2 separate regions of the Mus musculus genome follow, and region 1 is linked to region 2. The links are chromatin contacts, called in public HiChIP or PLAC-seq maps. All regions are on one chromosome and are shown on one strand. Each heading gives the region's core, a stretch centred on a gene start, on an enhancer-like site or on the middle of the called end of the contact. The rest is flanking DNA. Distances are from core to core; before and after follow the strand shown. Region 1 overlaps Snx14 (sorting nexin 14). Region 2 holds the start of Cyb5r4 (cytochrome b5 reductase 4).

Region 1 (6,325 bases), core at 1,218-3,717, 1.4 Mb before region 2:
CCTTATCCTGATAGTTCTTAGATTGTTATTTACAGTAAAAGAACAATTTAGAGGGGAAAATTGTGGCTCATTCTTTCCTCTCTCCTCTGTCCGCTCTCCCTCTCTTCCTTTCCGTTCATTGAGACAGGGCCATGCTACATAGTGTTCTCGACCTGCTTTGTCTCCCAATTTAGGGTTGTAGGTCTGTGTCACCATGCTCAGCTCAGTGATGTACTTGCAAATATTTAATCATTAGACGATATAGAAGTGCATGTTGGTAGAGGTATTTTAGTGTTTTGATCAAGCTGTCTAGCTGGATATGCTGCTGTGATCTCATCTATGTAGGTGCCTGAGCAGAGTGCAAATGTGAAAATCCGTCCTGGGAAACATACTGATCCTCCTTCGTAAAGAAATCTTTAGTCTCATTTGTGTTGCCAGTTAAATTGTCCTTAGTCTTAGGGCGCATGCTGTTGGATATACCATACATACACAGTTTTTTGGTGTGTGTGTTAAGGAGCAAACCCGGGACCTTGTACATGCTACTCAGTCTCTCAGCTACATCTCCAGCCTGTAAACGTGAACTTATAAAGCTAGCAAAGATTCGAGAAGGAAAAGTGCTCTGATGTCTTCCTGCTCCCTCCTGTAAGAGAGCGCTCATTTCCTTTAAACAGTGGGCACTTTTAGCAAATGAAGAGCGCAAGTCCAAGTGTGTGATGCTGCAGCAGAAGCATCTAGACACTTGCTGAAAATGCAGAATTGTACGGCCCTTCCTGGTCCTACTGAATTTTAATCTGAGTTTTTTGGATAGATAAGTGTGTACGTAGGGGAGGAGCCTAAACAGCCACATAAGACAAGCGCTCTTCCACTGAACTACACTCCCAGCTCCATCTTTCCTTTCCCCTTCCCCCTCTCCCCCTTTCCCCTTTCCCCTTTCCCCTTCCCCCTCTCCCCCTTTCCCCCTTCCCCCTTCCCCCTTCCCCTTTCCCCTTTTCCCCTTCCCCCTTTCCCCTTCCCCCTTCCCCCTTTCCCCTTCCCCTTCCCCCTTCCCCTTTTCTCTTTCCCCTTCCCCCTCTCCCCCTTCCCCCTTTCCCCTTTCCCCTTTCCCCCTTCCTCCTTCCCCCTCTCCCCCTTCCCCCTTCCCCTTTCCCCTTTCCTTTTTTCTTTCTTTTCTACCTACCTACCTACCTACCTACCTACCTACCTACCTACCTACCTATCTACCTATCTACCTACTTATCTACCTACCTACCTACCTACCTACCTACCTACCTACCTACCTACATGGTTTCATAGTACAGCCTGTAGCTGACCTGGAACTTGCTGTGTAGATCAGGCTGGCCTTGAACTAAGATCCAATTTTTTCTGCCTCTCCAGTGCTGGGGTTAAAGGCGTGCGCTACCATGTCCATCCCCATAGTTTCATTTCCGTGGGGTCTTTAGTTAGTTAAGTGCTTGACAATGAGGAACTTGTGCGGGTCACTGATTACAGAATTATTATTATTAATTATTATTATTAATTATTATTACTTCTGTCTCCAGGTCCCTGACATTACTCATAAGAGAGATTCTGTCTGGTTCTGTGCTTCTTCCTTCTTTGGATTTCCTAGCTGATCCAGTAAGATTACATTTTTTCTTTTCTTTTTCTTTCTTTCTTTCTTTTTTATAAAATACTCTTGAATTACTGTTTAGCCATTTTGTGTGTATAGTACATTGTTTTGAAACATGTGCTTATTTGAGTGACCATCATCATCACCTTCCAAAGTGTTGGTCTTAACAAAACGAAAATCCTGTAAATTCTACACCCATAAACAGTAATTCCTTGGCAGAGGAATGTTTTAGTAGTCCTTTCCTTGCCAAGTCTCAGTAGTAATCCATTCTATGTGTGTGTCACATTTTGCTTATTTATTTGTTCTTGGATGGACACTTTCAACAGTTCTGACTGGTTTGATTGTAGTTCTTTAGGAGTCCCTCTGTAACACACAGATACAGATATTTAGCCAGTCACTGTGCTGTTTATTTTTCTAGCAAACTTGATAATGTGAAAGTTCTGAGAATTTTTGGCAGAACATGACAGTGGGTTATTCTGACCTGTGCTTCTTACGTCCCATTAGGATACTGTCAATCATTTGCTTATCATCTTCATAGACGACAGCCCTGTGAGTATTGAGCGTACTGCGTGCGACACTTGGAACTGCTTTGTTTGAACTGTATGTACCAACTCTAGTGCGAATTTTACTGAATTGATAATTCTGTTTCTTCCAAGCCTGAAAAAGCAACTGAACCAGCTTCCCCTTTGGTTCCATTCCTGCAGAAATTTGCAGAACCTAGAAATAAAAAGCCATCCGTGAGTGTTTTCAGCATTAATGTTTTGGAGATAACAGTTTTAAAATACATTCATGTATCTTTCACTTACTCTTCCTCTCATGTTGCGACAAGGTGCTGAAGTTAGAGCTGAAACAAATCAGAGAACAGCAGGACCTTTTGTTCCGCTTTATGAACTTCCTGAAACAAGAAGGGGCCGTGCACGTCCTGCAGTTCTGTCTGACAGTCGGTGAGGCTTCCTCTGCGTGTCACCAGTGACGTCACCATGCTTGCTAGTGCTGTGGCTGTTTAGAGCAGATCTGCTGTCCAGACGACATTTCATGCTAGATATCTCGGGTGACTGAGCTTCTCCAGCTGTCTAGTCCTTTCTAGGTGGGGCATGACCGTAACATTGCCTGCAGTCAGATTCTAGTAGCAGAAAAGAATCTCTAAAAATCCAGTGTGGTGGTGCTGTGTGAAAGATCTCACAGTCCAAATCAGCACCGCTCGGCCAGCATTCTGTTAGGAGTGCCAAGCTGGAATATCACGGCGCGTTGGATCTGTGAGAAACTTTCCGAGCTGGATTGTCATTATTACTTAGTGAGCAATCAGATTTTACAATCTTGACAGATCTTTGGTATGAGAAACTAATCTAATATGTTCTTTATAGAAAATATTACAAATATGCTTACTAGTCTGTTGTAGCAAATTTGTATTGCTAGCCATGTTTATATATTTTATATTAACATAAAAATCTTGTTGAATTTGGGTTTTTGTTTGTTTTTTTTTGTATCTGTTGTTTTTGTTGTTTTTTGTTTGTTTTTTTGTTTTTTTTCAAGACAGAGTTTCTCTGTGTAGTCCCGGCTGTCCTGGAACTCACTCTGTAGACCAGGCTGGCCTCGAACTCAGAAATCCGCCTGCCTCTGCCTCCCGAGTGCTGGGATTAAAGGCTTGCGCCACCCCTACCTGGCTGAATTTGTTTTTAATTTGAGTATTCTACTCTCAAGTCCTTTTCTAAAAGTTTAAAATAATAATTTGATTATATTTTCTGCTTCTAGTTAGAATAAGAGCGTGAAGTTTTCATGAAAGCATTTATATTAACTTTTTTTCTTAATCTCTCTCTAATTTGTTAGAGGAATTTAATGATAGAATTTTGCGTCCAGAGTTATCAAATGATGAAATGCTATCTCTCCATGAAGAATTGCAGAAGATTTATAAGACCTACTGCTTGGATGAAAGCATTGACAAAATTCGCTTTGATCCCTTCATTGTCGAAGAGATTCAAAGAAGTAAGTCAGAGCGGATAGTGCATGGGTGGTCGGCATTGTTCCCGTCTGCTGCGTTTTCTTCGTGTCTCTTATTCTACTTTAAAAAAAGATTAATTTATACAGTTGTTTGTTTGAGGGAGGAGCCTCTCACTATGTGTCCCTGGGTAGCTTGGAGTTCACTTTATAGACCAGGTTGATCTCAAACTCAGAGACTTGTCCATCTCTGCTTCCCCAGTGCTGGGATTAAAAGCATGAGTCACCACTCCTGGCACTTTTTATTGCTTGAATAATTATTTTCAAGTGCGTGCGTGCGTGCGTGTGTGTGTGTGTGTGTGTGTGTGTGTGTGTGTGTGTGTGTGTGTGTTCGAGTGTGTACATGTGCCCAGGTGCCCTTGAAGGGCAGAGGCTTTAGAGCCCTCTAGTGCTGACGGTTGTGAGCTGCCAACATGGGTTTTGGTAACTGAACTCTGGTCCTTTGCAAGAGCAGTTACCAAGCGCACTCTTGAGCGCTTCACGTATTTTTTAGTCATTCCAGCAGCAGTTAAGATGCTTTAAAAAATACTTAGGACCTTTTATTAACTTTCTTAGTTAAGACTTTTTTTTTTTTTTTTACATATTTTACTGACAAGATTAAAGCTTTGAGAAAGAGAAGTGTTCACTATAAATATAACTGAGGCAGGCATGAAGGTGGATGCCTGTAATCTTAGCCCTTGGAGGTGGAGGCAGGAAGATCATGGGTTCAAGGACAGCCTATCCTACAAGGAAATTCCACTTGAGTCTGGCTGCTTAGTGGGACCCTGACACTCAAAAGAGTCCATAAGATAAAACAACTCACATAACTAATGTTTCTCAGAGCTGGAGGTAAATCTTTCTCATTTCCCATTCTAGTGAGATTTCTTCTGTAGGAGTTTCTATTAAACATAGTTTGTATGTTCATTTCACATAGTGAAATTTAAATGAATATGTTACCTTTCTGTTACTCAGCAATAACTTGTACAATTGGGTTGTTTTAAATAGTTGCTGAAGGCCCATACATAGATGTTGTGAAGCTGCAAACTATGAGGTGTCTTTTTGAAGCATATGAGCACGTCCTTTCCCTGTTGGAGAACGTGTTTACCCCCATGTTCTGCCACAGTGATGAGGTGAGTCAGGCTTCTCCACTTCTTCAGAGTGGCTCTGATAGTGTTGGGTCTGAGATTTAAGTAGCGAAATAAATTTTAAAAAAGCAAGATTAAGTAAGAGAAAGTAGTGTGTTTCAATGTCAAGTACTGGTTTTGTTAATCCTAATTTGTCTTGTTGTTTTGAAGTATTTTAGGCAACTTTTAAGAGGTGCAGAATCGCCCACACGCAATTCCAAATTCAACAGGTAAGCAGTTTACCTCTGGGTGTGTACTGGTTTTAACCTGCTGTTGCTATTTTCTGATGGCATTATAGTCTTTTTCATTGTTTGCCTAAATAAAACCCACCTGCTAGATGACTGAAGTCAAAGGCTCCAGCTTCAGCGCTGGAGAGCTCTCTTTGCCCTTTTAAGGGCACCCGGTATCTTTTGTATACCTTTTCTAGTTTTAAAATATAAAAAAGGCAGGTTGGACATACAGATATGAATACAGCCGTTTAAAGTATGTTTTTCTCCGTATTTACTTAACTTTAATGTTAGCAGTCACACTTAAGAGGCCTCTTCTCTGATACTTAACCATTAGAAGAGTTTGCTAACATCCTTTGATTGGAAATTTAGAGTATCCAGTTTGCTGTTAAATGGCTTAAAGTATTTAAAGACGATTTTATTTTTTTGGTTTGTTTACATTTTGTTTACTTGTACTTTAAAAGTAAATTTTTAATGCATACAGCGAAGTCTGACCCAGTTTATTGTGTACTCAAAGTACAACTCCTTAGGAATATATTTTTTTAGCTTCAAGATTTCTTTAAAAAGTTGTGTTTGTTTGTTTGTTTGGGATTGAGTCAAGAGCATCTGTGTATTAGGCAAACAATGTTACTACTGACGTCCTTTGTGGCCCCCCCGCCCCGCCCGACATTCTGCTGTATGTATGAGACAAGAGCTTACTGTGCAGTCTAGGCTAGACTCAAACTACACAAGTGCTAGGATACATCGTAGGCACAGGCATGAGGCACCATGCCTGGGAAAACACTCATTTTACCTCAGGCTAAAATGTGTTAAGCCTCATGAATGAGTGCATCTAACATGGACACAGTTCTGTACTGAAAATCTGACCTTCTGTTGGTTAGTTTAGTCTCTCTGTGTTGTGCTGTACCACATGGTACATCTAAGGAAAAGAACATGCTGAATGATTTTCCAACATACTGTTTTCAAAAACATTAATAATCTAGATCACAAATACCCAAACAGCTGTGTGCTGTCTTCTTCCCTGTATCGTGTTATTGATAAGGATTCCTTCGCACTTGTATAACTTTGAAGCTTTTAAATCTGATTTTGAATTATAAGGTGAAACATATTTAATATCTGGGCTTTCTCTCTCTCCTCCTCTCCTCGTATAATCTCACATATCTGATATTGCAGAGGTAGCCTAAGTTTGGATGATTTCCGGTAAGTCCTGGGCATGTGACTTTTTTTTTTCCAGCATAAATTGTCTGTTTTAATCTAGAGAGTTCACCTCAGGCAACCTAGGTGCAACTAAAAAGGAAAAATATGAAGCACAGTGATGTCCCTGCCTTTATATGAATTATTTAGGATAAATTTTTAAAGTGAATTTTTATTTTGGATTCAGAAACACCCCCTTCCCCGCAACCCCCCTGACTTCT
Region 2 (6,190 bases), core at 2,746-5,245:
GGGAATTGGTACAGCCCTTTTCTAGTCTTAAGTGTGAATGTTGACAGCGTATGTAGAAACTATCAACCACAGCTTCCTCCCCTGGATGACTGCTCGCCTATAGAGACATCCCACTAAGATAAGCTAAACTCGTCTCAGAGATTGCCTGAAACCACGGCCACCACCAAACACCCCATGGTGGTGACCCCTATACATTTTTTTTTCCTTCACAACTCTTGGAAACTTGTTTTTACTGTGGGTATTAGTGACCTTGGCATGATTTTTTTTCTTACTAAGAACTCTGACATTTCCACTCACAGGAAGCATTTCATGGCTTCTCTTTGGATAGAAGAATTTCCACTATTGTTAGTCCGACACTTGGACCATTACTTGAAAACATGCACTTCCATTTTCAACTATCTATCTGGAAACAAAACAGATGGCTACAGGGCAGTACATACACCTTAGACACAGGACAAGACAACTCATGCAGTTGACTGTAGATAACAGGAAAGATGGGACCTGAAGTTATGAACTGGGGAAGATTACAGTGTTTATAATGGTGCCCTTTACAGAAAATATATACCCCGCCTACATGATTTAGTAACAGGACATTCGGAGTTCTGTTTTCTTTTACAAAATACATTTTCAAGATTTTAAGGTGACAGATTGGATGGTCAGAAAGTGTTCCCCCCAAAAAACACACTTAATAAACCTGTTCTGCAAGGTGGGGTACACTGGGAAGTGTTTAAGTACTGAGAATTAATGTAAATTAAAAATGGCTTTGAAACTGTTTTCAATTTACATTAACTGAAGTTCTCTTGTATTCTTTATTGCCCTGTAATGCCTTCCATCACATTCTAACAAAGCAATAAATAAGGCCTTGGCCAGATATGAACACTCCCCGTCTAATAAATAAATCTGTCCTTTATCCATATCCACTCTCGGGTATTCTCTTACAGTGGTACTAAGTGTATTAACATGGGTACACTAGCATTTTAATTCATTCGTTAGGATGAAATTTCAAGCACCTGTATTGCAGAGGGACACTCTTGTCCAAGAAGCTCATTCCAAAGTATGAGGAGAATGGTACTGCAGACACACTCACGCTTGAGGACGCTTGCGTACGCACTTTCTGGAGTCATATCTAATTTAGGCATTCATTTATCCCAAAATAAATAGGTCAGGACCTCTGGGGTACACTCCATCATCTAACTCAACCTTCTTGTTTTGACCATTGGTGAAACTCTTCTGGTGACTCCTCCCAAAGAATAAAAAGTGAGAAAAACAATTCCTATCCCAGAGAAAATCACTGGGTTCTCTCTCCATTCAGTAATCCCTAAGGCAATTAATTCTTTGGAAATGCAACTCAAATCATAAATCTTTCTTCTACAGTGGCTCCTTATTCCTCAACTGTTAATCAGATCCTCTGGTCACAGTTTGCATTACTAGCTCCATGTTTTAGCCTTGACTTTCTACAACTTTCTATCAAATGCTCTGGCCTAATGGGCACAGATTCCCCACTGGTGTCAAGCACTTGCTCATAGTATTTTCCTCCAATCTAACTCTAATTCTTTTTTGGTGCTAATACCCTACTGACGTACGGAATATAATTGTCTGTTTTCTTATCTGTGCTGCCTGTGAGACTAAGTCCCTTGAAATCAGAGACCACCCTTCAACATACTACACTGTCTTAGTATCAGAGACCACCCTTCAACACACCATACTGTTTTAGTATCAGAGACCACCCTTCAACACACCATACTGTTTTAGTATCAGAGACCACCCTTCAACACACCACACTGTCTTAGTATCAGAGACCACTCTTCAACACACCACACTGTCTTAGTATCAGAGACCACCCTTCAACACACCATACTGTTTTAGTATCAGAGACCACCCTTCAACACACCATATTGTCTAAGTTTCCTTTTGCTGCTATGATAAAACACCATGACCAAAGTCAACTTATAGAACAAAGAGTTTATTTTGGCTTATGGTTCCACAAGGGGATTCCATAATGGCGAGGCAGGTGTGGCATCAGGTACCCAGAGCAGGAAGCTGATTAATCATATAGCAACTGCACACAGAACAAACTGAAAATAGGTGAAGCTGTAAACCCTTAAAGCCTGCTCAAAGTGACATACTGTTTCCAATAAAGCCAAGGTTTCATAACATCCCGAGACAGCACCATCAACTGGGAACCCCATGATCAAATGCCTTAGCATATGTAGGACATTACAGTTTCTCAATAAACACTGAACAGCTATTGCATAAGGAATCTGTCTCTGTGTAAGATTCAAATTGGTGAGATTTGAATAAAGGGCGTAAGGTAAGGAATATCTGCTGAGTGCGTAGCAATGCTGTGCTATGGAAAAGTCTCATCTCAGGCCTATGAACAAGACAACAACAACAACAACTGGTCACGCGTACATACACCTGAGCCAGAATGTGACTGCGATGAAGTAGTGGGTCTTGGAAAGACATCTCTTTCCTACTCCAAAGTTCTAGACTTTTAACAATTTAACAATCAGCCTATCTGGCTGAGTTCCATTTTTGAAAACTTTATCTGACTGTTTCATTGTTTTATGCAGTCCTAACTCTGCCTCTCAAGGGTTCGAGATTGTCTCATTTCATAACAAAGAAATTAATCCTACCTGAGGGTCCTATTAAATTACACAAAGATCTTACTTTGCCCTCTTTGGGGACAACAAAACTTACTTCTGCTATCGCATCTAAGGAACTTGCTGTCTTTGCCTAGAAGTTTTCTCCTTTAAATGAATGCTGAGAACATAGCCATTTTAATGAAGAAAGTCAGTTACTGACGTTCTCATTCTACAAAGGGCAACCTTAGACTATGGAGCCAAGCACTTAGCTTAAAGAGAGAGCAAGATACCCAGTTGATGGCTGGTGAGCAGAGGCGCACACACAGCAATGAAGGAAATGTCATAATCACAAGCTTACGTGACTGATAGCAGACTTTCATCAACCTATTTCTTTTTACCAAGAATGAAGATAGTAAACGTCCCTAGCTTCAGGGTAACTGTGAAGATTCAATGGGCAAAGGAAAAGGACTCCAGATACACATGGCCATCAGTGAGCCCACAAAACATCTTAGTGCTATGTATGATTAAAGCTGGGGACAGACATTTCTGAAAAATAAATGAAAACCTCAATTCCTTTTCTGATCTAAGGGCAAAACCTCAGATCTAAGTGGAGAAGAATGGAAAGTCTCAAAGTCATATAAAATAAAACTCGAGAAAGGAATCGAGTAGCCCAAGAAGACAGAAGTCTCAAAAGAAAATACCAAGATGTGGTTACAGAATAAGGAACTAGCAAAATAACATAAGAGCATTCGCCTTGCAATGAATACACTACACAATTTGTACTGAATTTTGCAACTATATATCTGTATTTCCACCTGCTGCTGACAGTAACCATATTCAACAAATAGACAAGAGCATGGTACCAGATTCAAAATCAACCAGGGGTGTCTACAGATGAGGCAGTGCTGGAACCACTGGCTACCGTATACACAGAGGAGTGCGACTTGAAGAGGTGGCACTAAATCTGACGGCAGGTTTGCAGACTCCAATCATCCCTAGCCACCGCCACTGCTCAGCCTGGATCTTTGACCGTAAAGAACAAAAGACTGGAGAGGACAGCTTGAGACAGAAATGCAACCATGCCGGAAGCGGGGTGCCGAGTGGACTTACCGCGGCCAACTTCAGCAGCTCAAACACACTTAGGGCGTTTGAGTTAGTAGTCGAACGAACGGCGTCGCCACTTACCTTGCTGCGCCCCTGGGAGGAGACGCGCTGCTGGGAGCCGGGGGCCGGGAAAGCCTGGGAAGGGACGTTCAGCATCCTGGGCCCCCGGCTCGGGCCGCATCCGGGCTCCGCCACCGGACAGGCTGCCCTGGTGGGACCCCAGCGCCCACCACCGTCCGTGCGGGCTCCTTGGCCCGGCCGAGGCCAAGCCCCCGACCCACTTCCGGGGTCGCCAGGGGTCAGGCGCGTCGTGACGCAATCACGCTCACGAGAGGCGGGGCGGGGGCGGAGTCAGAGGAAAGGCTCACTCACTCTGTGAGCCCGGTCGCCCGGCTTGGGAAGGGGTGGCTGTGCGGGGGTTGGGGGCAGGGCAGCGCATGCTCAGTTACTCTTTGGTCCTAAACTTCAGCACCACAAGGAAATGACAGCTTTCTGCTGAAAGATCAGAGAGTGAAGCTGTTCCCCAGCCCTGGTGCTGATAGAGGCCGAGGGTTATTTCTGGTAGAACAAGAAGACCAGTGCCTGTCTCTTGATAAACAACAATTGAAATATGAAAGAAAACAACACTATCAAAACGTTCAGACTGCTGAATAGTTCTCTCCTGTAAAATACTAAGCTCTAGGAAAGAGGACTTCACAGTTTCATGAGCTAAGAAGCCGAACTCAAGCAGCCTCTGCTGTGGGTTAAGAAACGTCACGTTTGGGGAACCAGTCTGGAAAACGAGTAAAAGACGTTTCCAGACGACGTTTCCAGAAGACCTTCTCTATCCATACACTCACACATTCTTCCTCCTCCCATAACTCTTCACTTTCCCTGAAATCTACAAGTAGCTCACTCCTAAATAGAGTGATTTGGTTTTGGTGTCATCCTTGTATTTAATGGCCTATGCACGCTACTTTTTATTAAAGGAACATTTTGTCTGTATAGGCTTGGGTTTCTGTAAGAAATAAATGGCTATATCTAAACCATATACTGTATATATTAATAGGCATGTAACAAAAGACAGGCCACCTTATACTATCCTGATTTGTTAACAAGAGAAATTCCTAACACTGTGGGTCCATGTTAGTGATACATTGGCTTTTTCTTTTTGCTAGGAAAATACACAGATCCACAGGGTGGAATCCAATAGAAAGAGAACATTTTCCCAAAGAGTAGTTCTAAATAACCCATCCCATTCTCTGTGGGGTTCTAATTTTTTCTGATTCTGGACACATCATTTACTCCAGCTATGTAGTTTCCAGAGTCCCTGGGAGTCAAAGTTGTGATAATGTGGTTTAATATTATGAGAGAGTCTGTGGATATGCTTAGTCATTCAAGCACGGGACATTTCTTAGCTAGCTAATTACCTCTCATCTCCACCTCTACCCATTTTTATTCTGGAATACTGCAGGAAAATATTTTTGGTATATTGTCAGACAAGCATTGAACTTGCAGTTCTCCTGCCTCATCCTCACAAGTAGCTCAGATTATAGATTAATAAAATATGTTTGTTTGCACCTGAACTGCTGAGCAGGTGATTATATAAAAACTAAAAGGACTTCATGAGCATAATCTACTGTGTCACCCTAACCATGCAAGTCCATCGTCCATCTCATTAAAGTATGGAATAAGTTTTCTTCTGTGATGCCTATGTAAGAAAAATCAGTCACTGAGGATTTATTTTACTCCCCAGAAGAAGATGTTTATATGAGAATATTGTGAGCGGGAAACTAAAGCAAAAGGAAAGTGGATAATGTTGAATTTTATGTCTTCCAAATCTTAGCTTTATCCAGGACAAAAGAAAAGAGAGCAACTTCATGTTCTCACCGTTTTTAGACTCTGTACAAATCATTCAAATTTAAACCTTTTTTTTTTAATTATAGGAATCCTTCAACATATACAGAAAGTACTGAACACCAGATTAAAGACAACAGGAGAATATCAGAGTGAGAGTCACACTACTCCATACTTAATTACAGTCCTTAAGATTTAAGTGACCCAAGATTGTTTTTCTTTCTCAACTATAATTACTTAAAGCATTTCCCTATGAGCAAGCAAACAAATACTAATATCCGTGAGAATAGTAGCAGCACCCAGTTTTCCTCACTAACTGCCAAGATTATATCATCTGTAACTAAACATCCAATTGAGATCAGCAGAAAACACCAGACATTACAAGAGCCGGTCTTTTAAAAAAACCAAATAGTTCCTTGAAAAATTATAACTAAAGATAAATTTGTGATTTAATAAAAAAAAAACCAGAAGTATTCTTTGTGAATCACAAATATTTATAACACAATCAGGACATTTGTACATGATGTCTATCTTAAAATCCCAACATTTAATTCTAGTGTAGGGACAAAGAGGATTCCAAATACTGTAATTATTACAAAATGTTTTATTAATAATGTATATACAAATAAATTAGTTTTAAAAGTTTATGGTACATTTATATACAA

What was found. HiChIP or PLAC-seq counts read pairs in DNA pulled down with a chosen protein or histone mark.
Region 1: a contact with region 2 is called in an H3K27ac HiChIP or PLAC-seq map of microglia, with 8 times the contacts expected there. The contact joins the enhancer-like site here to the promoter of Cyb5r4 in region 2. A contact is called at or near these places in 4 of 39 promoter capture datasets (hippocampal neurons, liver, pre-B cells and 1 more) and 1 of 115 datasets of contacts at active chromatin or transcription factors (microglia).

Annotation. Positions count from the first base shown.
Region 1 is chr9:88,400,508-88,406,832 of GRCm38.p6, reverse strand. It overlaps Snx14 (sorting nexin 14), which reads left to right. Exons shown (of 29, transcript NM_001359958.2): 9 at 1,518-1,593; 10 at 2,090-2,134; 11 at 2,242-2,322; 12 at 2,415-2,529; 13 at 3,413-3,568; 14 at 4,565-4,689; 15 at 4,855-4,913; 16 at 6,084-6,110. Among named protein-coding and RNA genes, the nearest start is that of Snx14, 35 kb to the left of the region's middle. Within about 2 kb of position 2,467, at least 83 of the 459 cell types and tissues checked have an H3K27ac peak or open chromatin away from gene starts, as enhancers often do. A contact at or near this core is called in microglia, where this site is marked.
Region 2 is chr9:87,019,834-87,026,023 of GRCm38.p6, reverse strand. Cyb5r4 (cytochrome b5 reductase 4) reads right to left here and starts at 3,995. Exons shown (of 16, transcript NM_024195.2): 1 at 3,771-3,995. The coding sequence starts at 3,845. It overlaps Ripply2 (ripply transcriptional repressor 2), which reads right to left. Exons shown (of 4, transcript NM_001037907.2): 4 at 5,583-6,190.